Linked DNA regions of Sus scrofa: region 1 is linked to region 2. The links are chromatin contacts, called in public HiChIP or PLAC-seq maps. All regions are on one chromosome and are shown on one strand. The core of a region is the stretch at or near the end of the contact, and the rest is flanking DNA. Distances in the headings are between cores, read along the strand shown. Region 1 holds the start of CAVIN4 (muscle-related coiled-coil protein). Region 2 holds the start of MSANTD3 (myb/SANT-like DNA-binding domain-containing protein 3).

Evidence for each region. HiChIP or PLAC-seq counts read pairs in DNA pulled down with a chosen protein or histone mark.
Region 1: an H3K27ac HiChIP or PLAC-seq map of skeletal muscle shows a contact between it and region 2. The contact joins the promoter of CAVIN4 here to the promoter of MSANTD3 in region 2.

What each region holds. Positions count from the first base shown.
Region 1 is chr1:242,307,585-242,312,978 of Sscrofa11.1, forward strand. CAVIN4 (muscle-related coiled-coil protein) reads left to right here and starts at 2,433. Exons shown (of 2, transcript XM_021066698.1): 1 at 2,433-3,209. The coding sequence starts at 2,802. TMEFF1 (tomoregulin-1) reads left to right here. Exons shown (of 10, transcript XM_005660298.3): 10 at 1,173-2,294. The coding sequence ends at 1,257.
Region 2 is chr1:242,166,423-242,171,567 of Sscrofa11.1, forward strand. MSANTD3 (myb/SANT-like DNA-binding domain-containing protein 3) reads left to right here and starts at 2,500. Exons shown (of 3, transcript XM_005660297.3): 1 at 2,500-2,774.

The sequences.
Region 1 (5,394 bases), core at 1,183-3,682, 140 kb after region 2:
TTGGAATCATCTTTCATGTTGAACATCATCTTAGCCAAACCCTTTTATTGTATGAAGAAAAAACAGTGGCCCCAGGAAGTTGGAACTTGTCCAGCATCGTGGTGAGTTAGTGACAGTTAAAGAGGGTTGCTTGACCTCTCAGCCAGTGTCCCCAGTCAAGAAATGGAGATGATTCCAGCACTGTCTACTTCAGAGTGTTTTTATGAGGATGAGTAAGATAAATTTTGTAAAAAGCAATATGTAAAATGGAAGTTACCATCAAGGCTTTGAAGTCAAGACAAAGTAGTGTTCTTTGAATTGAATAAAAACCTAGAACTTTACAGTAGAAGTCCTCATAGTCTCAAAACTTTCTTTCCCTTAGATTATAAATTCCTTGTTGGCAGAGATTTTAGAGGTCAGTCCAACTCTTTAATATTTTATTTATAGGAAAATGAGGTTGCCCAGCTAGCTTCTATCAGAGCCCAAACTCAGAATTACTGGAATTTGTTCCGGTCCCTTTATTTCACATTGTGTAGCATAGTACTTTGTGCACAGAAAGAGCTAGTACGTTTGCATCCTAGCAGGCAGGCACAAGAGCAGTTACAGAACAATGAGAGCAGAGCCAAGAATATCCCTTATCCCCAGCAGGGCAGTTCTGTACCAGGTTCTGTGGTTTGCCCAAGCAGGGTATGAAACAGATTCTCCTGAGTCATTGTCTAAAATCACAAAGCATTTCCTGTGTATTCTGATCTGGGGTTAATAAGCACATTTCTTTGTGATTTTTCCTTTATCTAAGCTGTCCTTGTCATTTTGGGAGTGTCATCATGCTCAGGGAAAAGTACATAGTCCAGGATCCTTTCTCCTGTCGCAAGTTCATGTGTTAGCAGTCACTGTGGCTTGGGAGTTGTCAGGCTAGAAGGGTAGGGTTCCTTTCAGGGGTGCATATGCAGCAGGGGGACCCTGGGAATGTTTTGTTTGTGTTCATACCTGCACTGTATGTATAACCCTCTTGCCTCCCAGCTTTGTAGGGCAGATAGCAATCTGACTTGTTGGTCTGTCATAAAATAGCATCTCTTTCCCTTTCATGTGATCACATGTAATACGGCTTTCTGTGTGAAGTGTGTGTTACCTCTGGAAACATTTGAAATATCCTAGGCAAAATGACCTTTTTCTTTTTTTCTTTTTCTTAACAGAAAATGCCCTAAAAACAATAGAGGACGAAGACAGAAGCAAAACTTAGGTCATTTTACTTCAGATACGTCATCCAGAATGGTTTAATCCGATGACTTTTATATGTACACTGACCATGTGATGTACATTTATTATGTCTTTTTTTAAAGAATGGAAATATTTATTTCAGAGGCCTTATTTTTGGACATTTTTAGTGTAGTACTGTTGGCTCGTATTTAGAATATATAGCTACAGCAGTTTTGGACTGTTTAGTAGTCTTTGTTTTATGTTTTTAAATACAGAAATTGATTTCACAAATTTGTACCACATGGTAATTCTAAGACTTGCTCTTTACCCATGGAATGTAATATTTTTGCAAAGATGGACCACTTCACAAATGGTTATAAAGTCATACCCACTTCTTCCACAGTGACCACAGCAAATGACCAAGCATGAACTAAAGGTAAAAGATGTTTACAGATTACTTTTCTTACAAAAAAAAAAATCTAGAAGACACTGTGTTTAGACATTTAAATGTTTTTGAGATTTATTAACTGATTTTTTAGACACTGCCTATCGCATGAACTGTAAAGCTGTGTGTGTTAGATGTAAATTATTTATAAGATGTATGGGCTGGAATTTGATTATTTCTCTCTTTGGAAAAATAATTCTGAATTAATTTTAAAAAGTGTCTGGTAGCAATGATGGAACAGATCACTGAAAAGTAGATTTAGATGTTGTGAAAATAGTCATTAACAAACAGATTGGAATAAAGCCTACTCTATCATTTAAACTACTTTAATACACATTCATTTTTAAAGAAAATACTTGTTTTAACATAAATAAACCAATTGTATCAGTGTTTGTGAATAAAATGCAAAAATGATTGTTAATGATTGGTGCTCTTCAAGTGAGCTTAAAAATCATCTAAGACCTCTATCCAAATTTGTCCTGTAGTAATAGCTGTATTAATAGATTGTTGGTGTTTAAAGATCTGAAGTGTGAATAGAATGTATTCAGCTGTTTAACATGTAGTTTAGGTATTCAGAAGTATGCATGTAGAATTAAAAAATATGTTCAAAATTAAATATTAATTTTAATATTTGGTTTGGAAAAGCATGTTATAATATAATGTTTTCACTATATGGCTTCTGTTTTGGTGTGTTTATTTACTGCATTCTTTCATATCAATATATCAGTACATTTAATGTGTGAAATTAATAGAAAAAGTAGATATCAGTTCAAAATTCCCATTTGCTTTTACAAAAACTGCTGGAAATTGTCTAAAGGCAAAACTTCACCCAGTACTAAGAGTTTGCTTTTTTGGTTATTTGGCTTCTAGGCGTAATATTAGTAACATGGTGGCCTTAGGGAACTTTCTTTTAAACAAGCTTTCCTCTCTACCCACACAGTCTTATTTGAGTCCCTTAGTCAGTCAGTAAGCATGTTGGAACAGCACCCAGTGCTTTGCAAGGGTTCATATTGCAGAAGAGTCACGTATGGGTATTTGTAGTTACAGATACTTGACCAGTCTCCAGGGGTGGGGTTTCCAACCCTTTAAACAACCCTGTTGCCTGTTATCAAGCTAACTTTTTGCTCTTAGTGCCAGAATTGATTTTGGTAAGAACGTCTTTCACTGAGAAACAAATAAAATGGAACATAATGGGTCTGCTTCAAATGCTGATAAAATCCAGCAGAACCGCCTGTCGCATGTTACAGAAGATGAAGACCAAGACGCCGCTCTTACCATTGTGACTGTCCTGGACAAAGTGGCTGCCATTGTGGACAGTGTGCAGGCAAGCCAGAAGAGGATAGAGGAGAGACACAGAGAGATGGAAAATGCCATAAAGTCCGTCCAGATTGACCTGCTGAAGTTTTCACAGTCACACGGCAACACAAGCTATGTCATTAACAAGTTGTTTGAGAAAACCCGAAAGGTCAGTGCTCACATTAAAGACGTGAAGGCCCGCGTGGAAAAGCAACAAACTCACGTGAAAAAAGTTGAAGCCAAGCAAGAGGAGATAATAAAGAAGAACAAATTCCGTGTGGTAATATTCCAGGTGAGCTTGCACCTGAGCTTAGCTTGATTACTGCCATCATGTGCATCCTTCAATTGCCGAGAGGTCACAGTTTCCAGTGTCACGTTGTAACTGTTGTGTATACGTGTGTGGTGGGATTCTGTGTCATCAGAGAGCTCAGGGTAAAACCATGTCTGTGTTCACCGGTGTACTGTCATGTCAGTGCTTTGAGCTTCTCAACCATTTCGTGAAATGTGAACTGTGGGTCTAGCTGAGTCTATTTCTTGCCTTTGAAACTTAATATTGGTAAGCCTCTTTTGGCGTATTAGCCATATTAGCATGATGCTCTCTCGTATCCTTTGAGAAGATAGAACTAGAAGGTGTCAAAGAAGCCTCTAATTAAAAACACCTCTTTGTTGTATGAAACAAGAAACCGAGGACCTATAGTTCTTTATTATGGAGAGCCCGGAAAGCCCTAAACAACGAAATGTAAACTTTTCATGATGTAGATTTGTCTTTTGGAATTTTTACATATAATAATGTGTAAGCCATAGTGGTAAGAAAAACACTGAACAGATAGTTCTTCTTTATTATTATTTATAGTTATATACATGTAGGAGTCACATAAATAATTTCTTATATTTGATGGTAAAGTTTTTTTACTTAGCTAATTTAAAGTGATAGTTTTTGTGTGGCACTGTATATTGAGCTAAGAAGTTCCTTACTCTGCATTTGACACCCGTATTTTTTGAAATAGGAACACATCCATGGCAAATACCTACTATCTATAATATATTTAAAAACTCACAAATTGAAAGGGAAAAGTTGAACTTTTCTTCATGGTAGAAAATTGGAAAGTCATTATCAATCAGTTTACAAAAGACAAAATAAATGAGCAAAAGTCCACTTTCACCTATTTAAATATTTGCAGTTACTGAAACATACTCTCAGATTTTAAGAGTAGGAGATAATGAGCATTTTCATATTCTGCAGGTAGCAGTATTAATGGGAACATTGCTGGAGGGTGGTTTTGGTAGTATGTGTGAAGAACCTTAAAAATTCACATACATTTTGGCCCCAGAATTTCACGTCAAAGGCTTTGTTGTAAGCGTAAAATCAGGAATGTGTGTGGCGCTGTTCACTCGTGCATATATGCAGTGTTATCACACGGTATTTTAAAATGGATGTATGCCTGTATGCATAGAAAAAAACCTAGAAAAATGAAAACAACGTGAAATAGGAACACAGTTGGATTGCAGGCAGGTATTTGTAAGATACCAAGGATGTCGTCCGTAACTCCCCAGGACTTTCTTTATACTTCAGTCAGTTTTCCGTAGCCCACTGTTGACGTTTAAGGTAACACTGCAATGGAGGAGTGTTATCTTGAATTTGTTTTTAAGAGCCTGTTGGTTATTTAGGAGGAAGAATCAGAGGAAAGAGAAGGGTTGCTTATTTCAAAGGCAGACACGTTAGACTATGCCCTCTAAACATCTTTACCTTTTCCCTCTCCTGTCAGGTCCCTGGAAGCCCTTCTTTAGACTTAAATTTTTTTGGGGGAAAAAAAAAGTCATCTTACTCTCAGAAAGCAGTCTCAGTGTTCTTGTCTATAATGGGGATGTAGATTTCGTACTGAAGGATGTGGTATTCATTCTTGAAGTTGCTTTCCAAGGACATTAACGGTAATGGTATATTTCACCCTCCCTGTGCATGAGACATGACAGGAAACATTCTTGGTATCCAGCATTTCTCCTGAGAACCTTTGTGTGAAGAGTAGACCAGGTTCTAATTAAGATTTACCAAGGCTATGGAGTTCCGTCGTGGCACAGTGGTTAACAAATCCAACTAGGAACCATGAGGTTGCGGGTTCGATCCCTGCCCTTGCTCAGTGGGTTAAGGACCTGGCATTGCTGTGGCTGTGGTGTAGGCTGGTGGCTACAGCTCCGATTAGACCCTTAGCCTGGGAACCTCCATATGCCGCAGGTGTGGCACTAGAAAGAGGTAAAAAGACCAAAAAAAAAAAAAAAAAAAAAAATTACCAAGGCTAATAAATAAAGCAGAGAAGTTTCTGAAAAGTAGTAATTGCCTTTTGTTTGTCTCTTGACATAGTTCTTTTTTTTTTTGTAAAGTTGTTTCTCTCTTCACCTGTTTCCTCCCTGAAACTTGAGCCCCTACAGTTACTTGAATGAACAGAAGATGATATGAAAAAAGTGAGTGAGAGGCACAAGAC
Region 2 (5,145 bases), core at 1,250-3,749:
TAAGAAAACTTCAGTAGAAACAAGCTCATATGTCAAGACTGCTTGGTGAGACAATGAATTTCAACAAAAGGGAGACTAATCTCGACAGGGGGAAAGGGAAGAGTAACTTTTTAGTGGAGAAACCAGACAAACGCTACCTCAGCTGGGTGATCAAGGTTAATATTGGTAATGATAAGATAGCTTATTCTCAACAAGCTATCAGAGTTCAGTGCATCACTCACCTCCATCATGGGAATAGACCTCCTGTACTTGAGGAAGGGACAAATTACACCATGGGATGAGTGACTCCTATGGCTTCCTTTGACTCCACCCTTTTATTAACTCCACAGAGAAGTTATAGCAGCTTTATTATTAACAATATGGAGTTGGCTTGTGGCACAGTGGGTTAAGGATAGTGTTATCACTGCAGTGGCTTGGGTCCATGGTCTGGGAACGTCTACACATTGTGGGTGCAGCAAATAATAATAATAATAATAAATAATGGCTAATGTTTATTGACTTTTATGTAATTTGCACTGTACTAAGCCTTTTACAAATGCAATACCTTATTGAATCCTCAAACAATCCTATTAAGTAGGGTCACTTAACACATAAGACTCACAAAGTTTAGGAAGCTTGTCCAAAAGCAGAGAATAAGGAGGGAGCTAAGTTAGGGAACAAGAGAGCTGGGAGGGCAGTGACCACATCGCACATCATAAGATACCCCTGAAACATTTGTTTTGGAGATAGTTTACTCTCTTGATTTGAGGAGGAGATACATGATTAAATATTGAGTTTTCTGTTTCCTTAGCAGCATTTCTGCATGTGGTTCATGGCAATCATTATTTAAAATGAGCAATGACAACAAAAATAATAATGATACTGATCACGTATTGAAGTCAAGACTAGATGCTTTCATCCACCCTGGCTGGTAGGTATTATTATTCCTACCTTAGAAATGAGAAAACTAAGAGATCTAAGAGGTTAACTTAGTTTGCAAAAATATAAGCAGTGAAATCAGGATTCACATTACTTTCTGTCTCTTAGTACTTTCCCCCCATGGTAACACCTGTCAATCAAATTTCCAATCTAAATCAACTTTCTATTTTCACACCTCAATAGTTTTCTTTTGACTGTATCCCCATTAAAAAGGAAATTGTCATGGATGTCTAACATGGCTCTACAGTGGAAAATTCTAAGTGGAAATGGTGTACTGCCTTGGGTTCCAGTGAAGTGAGTGTCACGGAATTTATTTGCCAATAGCAGCTCCCTCCAGATGGTCTTGGTTTCCAAGTTCTCTGGACAGTTTCAAGCTACTTGGACACCAGACAAACTGTTGTTAAAAAAAAGGAGCAGTATAACTCTAAGTTAGAGAAAGGGTCCTTATTTTTAATTGGTGCTTCTCTCCCTAGAAGTGTTTAGGTGTTTCTTTGCAGTCAAAAGACCTGGCTCAGCCTCTTAGCCTCTGGGTCATGTGCAGCTAGGTTGTGGGAGCTGGGAGGGTGGCAATAGCCTCATGTATATTCAAGGAATAAGAAAGAAAGAAAGAGAAGAGAAAAGAAAAGAAAGGAAAAGAAAAGAAAAATAGCCAGTGTTGGTGAGGTTGTGGAGAATTTGGAATCCTCATGTATTGCTGACTGGAAGGTAAAATCATTCATTTAGCCAGTATGGAAAAACTTTTTGGCCGTTCCTCAAAAAACTAAACGTAGAATTACCCTATCCAGCAAGCCTAATCCTAGGTGTATACCCCAAATAATTGAAAACATATATACAGACAAATACATTTACAGGCATGTTCAGAGCAGCACCATCCACAATAGTCAAAGGGTAGAAATGACACAAATATCCATTAATGGATACACGTATAAACACATTGTGGTATACAAACAATGGAATATTATTTAGCCATAAAAAGGAATGAAGTACTGATACATGCTACAATCTGGAGGAACCCTGAAACATATGTGCAATGAAAGAGACCAGACAAAAAAGACTACATACCAGTCCATTGATGTGAAATGTCTAGAAGAGGCAAATCTGGAGAGACAGAAAATAATTAGTGGTTTACTTAGGGTTGAGGAGAAGAGGGAATAGGAAGTGAGTGCTATGTGTGGAGTTTCCTTTTGGGGTAATAATATTTCAGAACTAGACAGAGAAGATGAGGTTGTTCAACATTGTGAATGTAATGAATACCACTGGATTGTTGATTTTAAAAAGGTTATTTTTATGTCAGATGAATGTCATGTTAATTAGAACAAGGGAAAGCTCAACAGCCCTCTCGGCCCTTCTGAGCTTGGAATCTTACCAAGGATTCTGGGAAAAGAAACACCTAGCCCCTATCCTTGTCAGGGTACGGTGAAAGGTGGTTTGTCCTACAGTTGGATATGTTGTAAATTCATTCGTCAGCACATAAATTCCAATTTACTCAGCATACAGTGACTGAACCAGGTCCTGGGCTGCAGGAGTTATAGTCTCTACCCTTTGAGCGCAAAGCCTAGGGGGAGACACATCTCGCAAATTAAAAAAACAAAACAAAACAAAACTCTGAGATGAACCCAGCAGAGTGTTGGCTACTCAAGTAGTCAGGTACCCAGAAAGAAAAGGAGCCTTTATCCGACGGAGAGCTTGGATTGAGCTAATTTGTGCCCATGGCCGCCAAATCCCTTGCGACAAATGCATTCTTTTGTTGTTCTTCGTGGAAATGAAACAGTTTTTAAGGCCCTTCAGGAGCTCGTCCGCCAAGGTGGGAAGAGGGAATTCAATTAGCACAAGAATGTCAGCCTAGAGGGATAGTGGTGAGTAGGCTGGGGTCCCTTTTGCGCCCCGCCCAGAGCCTCAGGGGAGCCGGCGGCCCAGGCTTGGGGAGGTGGGGACTGCGCGGGGCCGCGCTCCCGCCCTCCTCGGCGCCGGCGGACCCGCAGGCGGCCGGCAGCCCGCAAGGGGGCGGCGGCTCCCGGGCTTTGTGGCTGCTGCGCGCGTGGCGGGGCCTGGCCGGCCGGGGGCGCGCCGCCGCTGCCCGGCGCTCCGGAGCCCGCGGCCCTCCCGGCGGCCCAGCCTGCCAGAGGAGCCGAGGCCGCCCGCGCTTGCATCTCGCCGGCCCCTCCCCCGATCGCCGCGGCCGCCGCGCCGCCGCTGCAGGTAGGAGGCTCCCCGGCCGGGCTGGCTGCCTCGGGGCGGGGGCGCGGGCCTGGGGTCGGCGGAGGCGCGGGCCAGGCGTGCCGGGGCCGCGGGGCAGCCTGGGCGGGCTTCCGGCCCAGGCGCCGCGACCCCTGCCCCGCAGGCCGGGCGGCAGACTCCGCGCGTCCTGATGGGACTCGGTGAGTGGAGCCGGCCTGCAGCGTACAAAGCCCCAGGGCGCAGATCTCCGGGAGATGAGGCGGCGCACTGGGGTCGGAGGACTCTAGACCTCCCGGGACTGAGGAGCCGTTTGGGAGGAATCCAGATGACCCACAGTCCCCAGGTCTATCCATCCCGGGGTCCCCACTGTATGCTGGGCACTGTGCTCGGCGCTTTTCCATACTTGTCTCCTTTAAGACCTCTTGTGCCCCTTTCAGGGGTGTAATGGGGAGGGATCCCTTACTCGGAGGCCGAAAGCCGAGCATCCCATCGGTGACTGCCTGACCTTGGGAAAGCGCCTTTACTTCCAGCCCTGGGTGCTGCTTCTGTAAATGGGGGTGAGATTGGGGGCCGGTGGCGGTGGAGTGCTCGAGGTAATGCCTGCACTCCCAGGCGCTATTGTGAGAGGCGTACCTATCTATGATCATTTAATGTACATAAATGATCATAGCTAAATTTTGAGTACTTTCTATGTACCAGGCCTTAAGTACCAAACAGTTGGCATGAGTTACCTAATTAAATCATCGCACTAGCGCTGTGGATGTAGCTACTGTAAATTGCACAAGTAATCTTTATTTAGGAATAGGAAATGGAGAAGAATTTGGTCTCCCTGTTTTGATTCAGGAGATTGGGTATTTCTTAGGTATCATAACATTTTAGATTATAAATGTTTCTGCAGTATCAGGAGAGTGATTATAGGATGCAGGGATGTGTTTGTTATACTTTCAAATCCAGGAGATAGGATGATATCAGGGCTAGGGGTCTTCATTTCAGCATGCATGTCAGATAAGTCAGTTGTGACATAGTTCCTGAGTCAGGACTGAGGATGCTATGGGAGTTTGGGGCCAGAGAGAGACAAGGGGTGGACTGGGAGGAGAAGGGAGGATTCTAAAGCTCTGCAAGAGGATCTGGAGGAAGGGACCAGGATCCACCACCCCAACAGCTTTCTGGACCAGGATTCCGTCCTGTCCTTAGAGACCAAGCATCCTGTCTGAAGGGAGGGGAGGAAGGGATCCTGGGGTGAGATCAGTGACTTGTCTCTTCTTACTCCCAAGCCACTCCCGTAATATTCATATGGATGGAGAGTTCAGTGATGAGGCCTCCCAAAATGTCATGGTTTTTCTTCTCATGATTCTTGAAATTCTTTTAATATGCTTGAGGATATTGGAACACTCACCCACCCTAAAGGTTGGTAAGATGCTTAAAATACAAAGACCTAATGATGTAATGAAGGAGTAGCGTTTTGTTTTTGCTTTTTTAAGGGCCGCACCTGTGGCATTTACAAGTTCCCAGGCTAGGGTTCGAATCAGAGCTGCAGCAGCCGGCCTACGCCACAACCACAGCAATGCCAGATCTGAGCTGTGTCTGCACCTTACACCATAGTGCACAGCAACGCCGGATCCTTAACCCATTGAGCGAGGCCAGGGATGGAACCCACATCCTCATGGTTACTAGTTGGATTCGTAACCTGCTAAACCCCAACGGGAAACTCCCGAAGGAGTGTGTTTTGAATACAATTCACTTGGCTAGAGAAGAGTGGGCCTGAGGAGATTATCCAGGGGTTCATTTTGGAATGGGGAAAACTGGAAGGCTTTAGACCCTGAAAAAGGAAGGGAAAGGCAGGGACCAGGGACTGCACCAAGGGAACAGAGGGTAGAAGGAGAGCTGAGGACTCCATAATACCATCCGCAGAATGCTCACACAGACCAGTCAGTGCTCAGCTACCCAGAAGGCACTCTCTCCTCTCCCAGTGTGTGAACATGTCATACTAGAGTGTTGTGGAAAGTTGGGGCTGGACTCAGCCTGACTTTTCTCGAGTGAGCAGGAAAG